Regions from separate parts of the Podarcis muralis genome. Here region 1 is linked to region 2. The links are chromatin contacts, called in public Hi-C maps. All regions are on one chromosome and are shown on one strand. Each heading gives the region's core, a stretch centred on a gene start, on an enhancer-like site or on the middle of the called end of the contact. The rest is flanking DNA. Distances are from core to core; before and after follow the strand shown. Region 1 holds the start of PRKAR1A (protein kinase cAMP-dependent type I regulatory subunit alpha). Region 2 holds the start of ARSG (arylsulfatase G).

What was found. A called contact is a pair of places that touch in the nucleus more often than the background predicts.
Region 1: a Hi-C map of blood shows a contact between it and region 2, with 4 times the contacts expected there. The contact joins the promoter of PRKAR1A here to the promoter of ARSG in region 2. A contact is called at or near these places in 2 of 3 Hi-C or Micro-C datasets (blood and tail).

What each region holds. Positions count from the first base shown.
Region 1 is chr2:24,503,347-24,506,643 of rPodMur119.hap1.1, reverse strand. PRKAR1A (protein kinase cAMP-dependent type I regulatory subunit alpha) reads right to left here and starts at 1,912. Exons shown (of 12, transcript XM_028713474.2): 1 at 1,754-1,912.
Region 2 is chr2:24,332,456-24,335,951 of rPodMur119.hap1.1, reverse strand. It overlaps ARSG (arylsulfatase G), which reads right to left and starts at 1,983. Exons shown (of 16, transcript XM_077924036.1): 1 at 1,295-1,983.

The sequences.
Region 1 (3,297 bases), core at 663-3,162, 170 kb before region 2:
CCGGGTCACGTGGCCAGCGTGACAAAGCTGCATCTGGCGAGCCAGCACAGCACACGGAAACACCGTTTACCTTCCCGCCAGTAAGCGGTCCCTATTTATCTACTTGCACCCGGGGGTGCTTTCGAACTGCTAGGTTGGCAGGCGCTGGGACCGAACAACGGGAGCGCACCCCGCCGCGGGGATTCGAACCGCCGACCTTTCGATCGGCAAGCCCTAGGCGCTGAGGCTTTTACCCACAGCGCCACCCGCGTCCCCTTTATTTGCTATAGGTATTTGCAAAGTAGATATGTAGTAGCTTCAAGTAGCTTCCAGGTAAAATGCTTGGAATTTTAAGATCACTGCAGTAATTTTCAGGGCCTCCTTTTCTGGCCAAGAAAACTCACAGTGTGTTTAGAATTCCTCATATAACTATTTAACAGTAATCTTTAAACAGTGAATGGAAAACAGCAACCTGAAGATGGTAACCCAGGACATCAAAACAGCTTGTCAAAATTCTAAGTGGGGTAGGGGTCCTCACATTTTATTGAAATATCAGGTGCAATTGATAGCACACATTTTCTAATCACAAAGAAGAGCCTCTCTATCACAAAAGGGCATTTGTAATTTATAGCAGCCTTGAATAACTTACCCTGATCATCTTTCAAGTTATCTCCCTGTAGCTTCCATAAATAAAAGCAACAGGAAAGCCCTAAGATGCTTCCTTCCTGTGAGAAGGGAGCACAGTTCACTGGGAGCTCATTTCCCCAGGATAGGAATACCCAGAAATTCAAGTACTGTGCACAGCAATTATGGGCTACTTCAAAGGCAGCACTTGCTTGTTTTGTTCCTTGACTATGGGGGAAATGACACTCTCCCTATCCTGCAAAAGGTCATTCACTACACTGTAATGACTACAAAGCCAAGAGAATGACATGGGTCCCTTTCCTCCCTCCCCTCCATACATAAGAAACTGCTTGTAAGCTAAGCAGACCCAGCTAAACTCTGGCTTAGGCACTTTTCAGCAGTAACCTTTCCACTTCTTTAAAACAGATGCCCCCCACCCCAAACCTATTATTCCCCCTTTAATCCTAACCTCCCCCCAGGTCTAAAAGTTCTCCCCCAAGATCACAAATCTGGTTTCTTTGTAAAAGGATCCTCCCTCCAAAAACCTACAGGCCTCTCTCTTAAATCGTCTACCAAAAGTAACCCCACAAAAAAACCCACTTTCCTCATGGGCTTCTCCTTAAATAATAAAAAAAACAAAGGCGGCTTTATTCTACGCTCCTTCTCTGTGTCTACATGGCGTCATCTTCCACGGTGCACATTCCTCCTAATCTTAGCCCCTCTACTTGCGTCTGGCCCCCTGGACCCTCTTCTGCCTCCCTCCCCCCCGGGATATAAACCTTGGAGCGTAAGCGCCCCCTTCCTGAAAAAAATAAAATAAAGCCACGCATGTGCTCTCCCCCCAAGCTGTGCCCGTGGGCCCCGTCCAAGGCCCCCTTCGGGCAACCCGTCTCTCCCGCCAGGCTAAGGCTCTTCTCAGCAGGGCCGCCCTCACAACTCGGCGGAGGTTTATCCTCCTCCTCTCCCATCCTCCGCCTCACCTGAGGAGAAGGAAGAGGCCTCTGCCGCCGCCGCCTCCCGCAGCGCGCCTCAGGTAAGCGCGCCGCCCCTCGCTCTCCCGCCTCGCCGCCCCCGCGTCACTCCGCCGCCGCAGCTCCCGCTCTCGCCCCACCCGCCGGCGAGCGCCTTAGGCCCACCGGCTCCGACTTACCACAGGGTCCTCCTCCTCCCTGCCTGGGCCTCTCCTCGCGAGCGGGCCCCCCTCCTCCTCCTCCTCCCGCTGTCCCGAGTGGCGGCGGCCTCCTCCACCTCCCTTCTCCTCCTCCTCCTCCTCTTTCGCCTCAGCGATCGCTCCCACCGGAAACCTAACTCCCTCCGCCAATCGCCGCCCGGCGTGACGTCAATGGGCCTCGCTCTCACTCGCCGAGCCGTCACCCGGGCAACCTTAAAGGGGACGACGCGCTTGCTTTCCCGTCGACGCCCTCGCCTCCGAGGGGAGAGAACGCGCGCGCGCGCGCGGGCGAGGGAGAAGACAAGGAGGGAGGGGGAGGGGGGAGAAGAGCAGGCGCGCGCCAATACGTAAGCCTTCCCTCTACTTAAAACGTCCGCTGACGTCAGGGCGCTCGTTGAGAGGGAGACGTGCCCTCTTCCCTCTCTCCTCCTCTACACCCCGCAACTTTTCTCTCTCTCTCCTATGCGCGAAGTCGGAGGGAGGGAGATAGTGTAATAAATGAAACAGAGAAAGAAGAGGAGGAAGAAGAGGTAGAGGTGCATACCCTCCAATGTTTCCCCGATGAAAATCGGGACATCCTATTCCATCATCATCATCATAGAATCTTATAGAGTTGGAAGGGACCACGAGGGTCATCTAGCCCAACCCCCTGCAATGCAGGAATCTCAACTAAAGCATACGTGACAGAGGGCCATCCAACCTCTGTTTAAAAACCTCCAAGGAAGGGAGAGCCCACCGCCTCTCGTGGGAGTCTGTTACTGTCAGAAAGTTATTCCAGATGTTTTGTTCCAGCTGTAGGCCGCAGGTCGGGTCGTTCCCCACATCTGCTTATTTACATTCAGTAACTTGGGCTGGAATGTTATATAGACAGTGCTGGCATCCTACAAAGCAATAACCGAATGTACATATAAGACTCCAGCAAGCAAAATAAAAACCTTGTTCCACTCACCCACACGTTCGTATTCACACAGGGTTAGTGTTTACTACTGAGGAGCCAAGATCTCACCCCTAGCCATCAACCACCAGTTCCCAGCTCCTGCTTGTGAAGTGGTCAGACTCCCAACATGGGACGAGTGTTTGCTCCAGGCCCCAGGAATTGCTGCTACCAGGTATGCCTTCAGGAGCAGACATGCAATATTTGTTCAGGTAAGGGAGTGCAGGGGTGGGGAACCTGTGGTCCTCCAGAAGCTGCAAGCATGATCAATGGCTAGGGTTGATGGGAGTTGTAGTTCAGCAACCGCTGGCAGGCCACAAGTTCCCCTCACCTGCTGTATGGTATGACCACTAGACATTGAAAGAAGGGCTGTCTACACCTTTCTAAAGCCTTTATTTGTGGATAGAAGACTAAATAATAATAATAATAATAATAATAATAATAATAATAATAATAATAATAATAATAATAATAATTTATTATTTATACCCCGCCCATCTGGCTGGGCCCCCCCAGCCACTCTGGGCGACTTCCATAAAAACCACAAATACAGTAAAATATCACACGTTAAAAACTTCCCTGAACAGGG
Region 2 (3,496 bases), core at 734-3,233:
GGAAGGCGAGTGGCACTAAATTGTGGCTTCCACACAACTGAAACTTTGACTTGCTGCTCGCAAAGCAGTTGCTCTGTAACTGACCCATGGCCCTACCATATCTATCTACAGTGGTACCTCAGGTTACAGACGCTTCAGGTTGCAGACGCTTCAGGTTACAGACTCCGCTAACCCAGAAATAGTACCTCAGGTTAAGAACTTTGCTTCAGGATGCGAGCAGAAATCGTGCGGCAGGCCCCATTAGCTAAAGTGGTACCTCAGGTTAAGAACAGTTGCAGGTTAAGAACGGACCTCCAGAACGAATTAAGTTCTTAAACCGAGGTACCACTGTATCCAGATCTATGTATGTGAAAAGAAAGAAAACCAGCTTAATGCATCAGTTGGCAGAGAGTATATTTGGGGCTGACTCTGCTCCAACCTGAGCACGACAACAGGAGAGGGGCTTCAACGCGACGTTTTCTGATTTTCCTTGTCGGAGGCGGACGGGAGAGGAAACACCCCCTAAAACCACACGGGGAAAGTAGGGGGCGGTAAGGCAACCCTTCTATTGCGCCAGCACGCTACGTACCGCGAGCTGCGCCCCGCCCTCCACGCGCCGGGCATCGGGGCCAGCTGGGCGGGCAGAGAGAAGCATGGCTTCCCAGGCAGGCTGCGTAGCGGCGGAAATTTCCACTGCGCCGCCCTGCACCGGAAGCGCCGCACTCCGCCTTCCATTGGCTCCCATCCCCAGCGACGATTTTAAAGCGATTGCGGACACGAAACCTCCACGCCCCCCAGTTGAAGTTGGCGAAGCTTGCTTAAGAGTAAGCAGGAAATCTGGCTGCACATTGCCACCCCAATCCTATTGAACATCATGATCCCCTGGATTGCCAAAAAAACCTACAAGAGCTTGGTTTGGGGGGTAGACATCTCGATGCATCCCTTCCACAGGCTGGCCCCATACTAAAGAGGCCAGGGCACCGACTCCTTCAACAGCTGCGTGCAGAAGAGGAAATAGGAGCAGGTGTAGCCTGCAGCACACGGCAACGCTAGCTGAAATTCCCTTCCTCTGCATCCAAGCAAAGGTGTGGAAGCCCCCGGCCTCTTTTGCATCCGATGACCGGACCCTTCCTTCTGCATCCCTCCCCGCTTCCAAAACCGCCCTCTCCCTCGGAAAGGGCTGGCGGCTGCTAACTTGCTCGTGCCACCCAGGATCGGTCCCACCCATCACCGGGCTTGCCCCCGTGCAAAATCTGCAAGTCCCCGCTCGCACCCCCGGCAAAGACAGCCTGCCCCAAAGGGGCAATTTACTCACAGGTCTGCGCCGCTGAGTTACCCCACCGCTGCTGCTGCAGGCGCCGCTCGCTCCCACGTTGCACGGTTCGCGGCCCGTGTGAGCGCGGCTTTGCGCCGCCCCTTTCCCCGATCCTGGACCAATGGGGACCTTCCCTCTAAACTCTCGATCTCGGCGAATCCGCATTGCTCCGCGTAATGCAACGCCTTTGGGCAAGGCGAAGTTGCAAGTGGTCGTTGTCTCCCTGCGCAGGCGAGATTTTGCGAGGCCGGCGATGCAGCGAGCAGCAGGGACGCCCGTGGGCGCTTTGCAGGAGAGATCTCCGAAAGCCGTGGCCTGCGCAATGCCGCTGCCCTCATGCTCCAGGAGCTTGCTTCCGGCACGAAAGCTGAGCCGGGGCACTCCGACCGGCTATCCGCGAACCCTTTTGTCGCACCAGGCTGCAGCCGGGGCGAGATCCGAGTGCCTCAGCGCACGTGCAGCCTGCACTTCCTGGATCAGCCGCTTGCGGCGCAGTGCACAGAAAGCAGCCACGCCCACCCGCACTTTAATACGCACCACCTGCTTCCAGCGCGCCTCATGTTTGTTTTACAAACTGTGGCACGATCCTGAGCACGTTTACCCAGGAGTAAGTCATCGACAGGAGGTTACATCCGTACAAGCATGCATACGATTGCGCTGTACACTGTTACTAAATAACCAGTGCCTACTAGGATAGCGTAAGTGCAACATCTTCTATTGATCATTGATCAAAGTAGTGCAGCCTGAGACACTTTGATCTGTTATAAAGGTAAAGGGACCCCTGACCATTAGGTCCAGTCGTGACCGACTCTGGGGTTGCGGCGCTCATCTCGCTTTATTGGCCGAGGGAGCCGACGTACAGGCTCCGGGTCATGTGGCCAGCATGACTAAGCCGCTTCTAGCAAACCAGAGCAGCGCACGGAAACGCCATTTACCTTCCCGCCGGAGCGGTACCTATTTATCTACTTGCACTTTGACGTGCTTTCGAACTGCTAGGTTGGCAGGAGCAGGGACCGAGCAACGGGAGCTCACCCCATCACGGGGATTCGAACCGCCGACCTTCTGATCGGCAAGCCCTAGGCTCTGTGGTTTAACCCACAGCGTCACCCACGTCCCTTTTTTGATCTGTTATTGCTGAGCCCTATCTGATGAGGGACTGCCTTGCCCATACAGTGGTACCCCAGGTTACATACGCTTCAGGTTACGGACTCTGCTAACCCAGAAATAGTACCTTGGGTTAAGAACTTTGCTTCAGGATGAGAACAGAAATAGCACGGCGGCAGCAGGAGACCCCATTAGCTAAAGTGGTACCCCAGGTTAAGAACAGTTTCAGGTTAAGAACAGACCTCCGGAACAAATTAAGTTCTTAACCCAAGGTACCACTGTATATCCCTGTTGGGTGCTGCTCAGATAAGCCACTGCAGAGAGCACCACATGCCCCAGAAGTGTGCTATTTTGTACTAGAAAGAGGGCTTTTAATGTTGCTGCTCCAGCCCTTTGGAATTGGTTACCAGCTGAGATCAGACAGATGCAGTGTCTTGATACTTATGCAGCTGTTGAGGATCTTTTTGTTCAAGAAGGCTTTCCCTGAATTGTGACCCAATCTAATTATGGAATACTATTTGTAAAATTAATAGAAATGGTTTAATGCTTTTTAAAAAAGAATTTTTATAGAGTTTGTATTATAGAGCACAAATCAAACAGGGAACCAGGCAGAGGGCCTTCTCTGTAGTGGCACCCGCCCTGTGGAATGCCCTCTGATCAGATGTCAAAGAAATAGACAACTCTCTGACGTTTAGAAGACATCTGAACGCAGCCCTGTTTAGGGAAGTTCTTAATGACTGATGTTTTAATGTATTTTTAATATTTGTTGGAAGCCACCCAGAGTAGCTGTGGAAACCCAGCCAGATGGGCGGGTTAAAATAAACAAACAAACAAAAATAAATAATATTAACAATGAAGGGTGGACTATGAATCTTTCATATAAGTAAAAATAATCCTTAACTCTCTGAACAACTCCAACTATTAGAGAATTTAAATTGATTGCATAGCTAAAAACTATTGTACCTGTATGTTTTAGTTTAACGGATTCAAGACAGGCAGTGTTCTCTGTTCAGTCTACACATCTTAAGGAAAATTCCCACTACCTTCAGATAATGGACACATCAATCCTCATAAACATTCATTTGAAACTAAATGCTG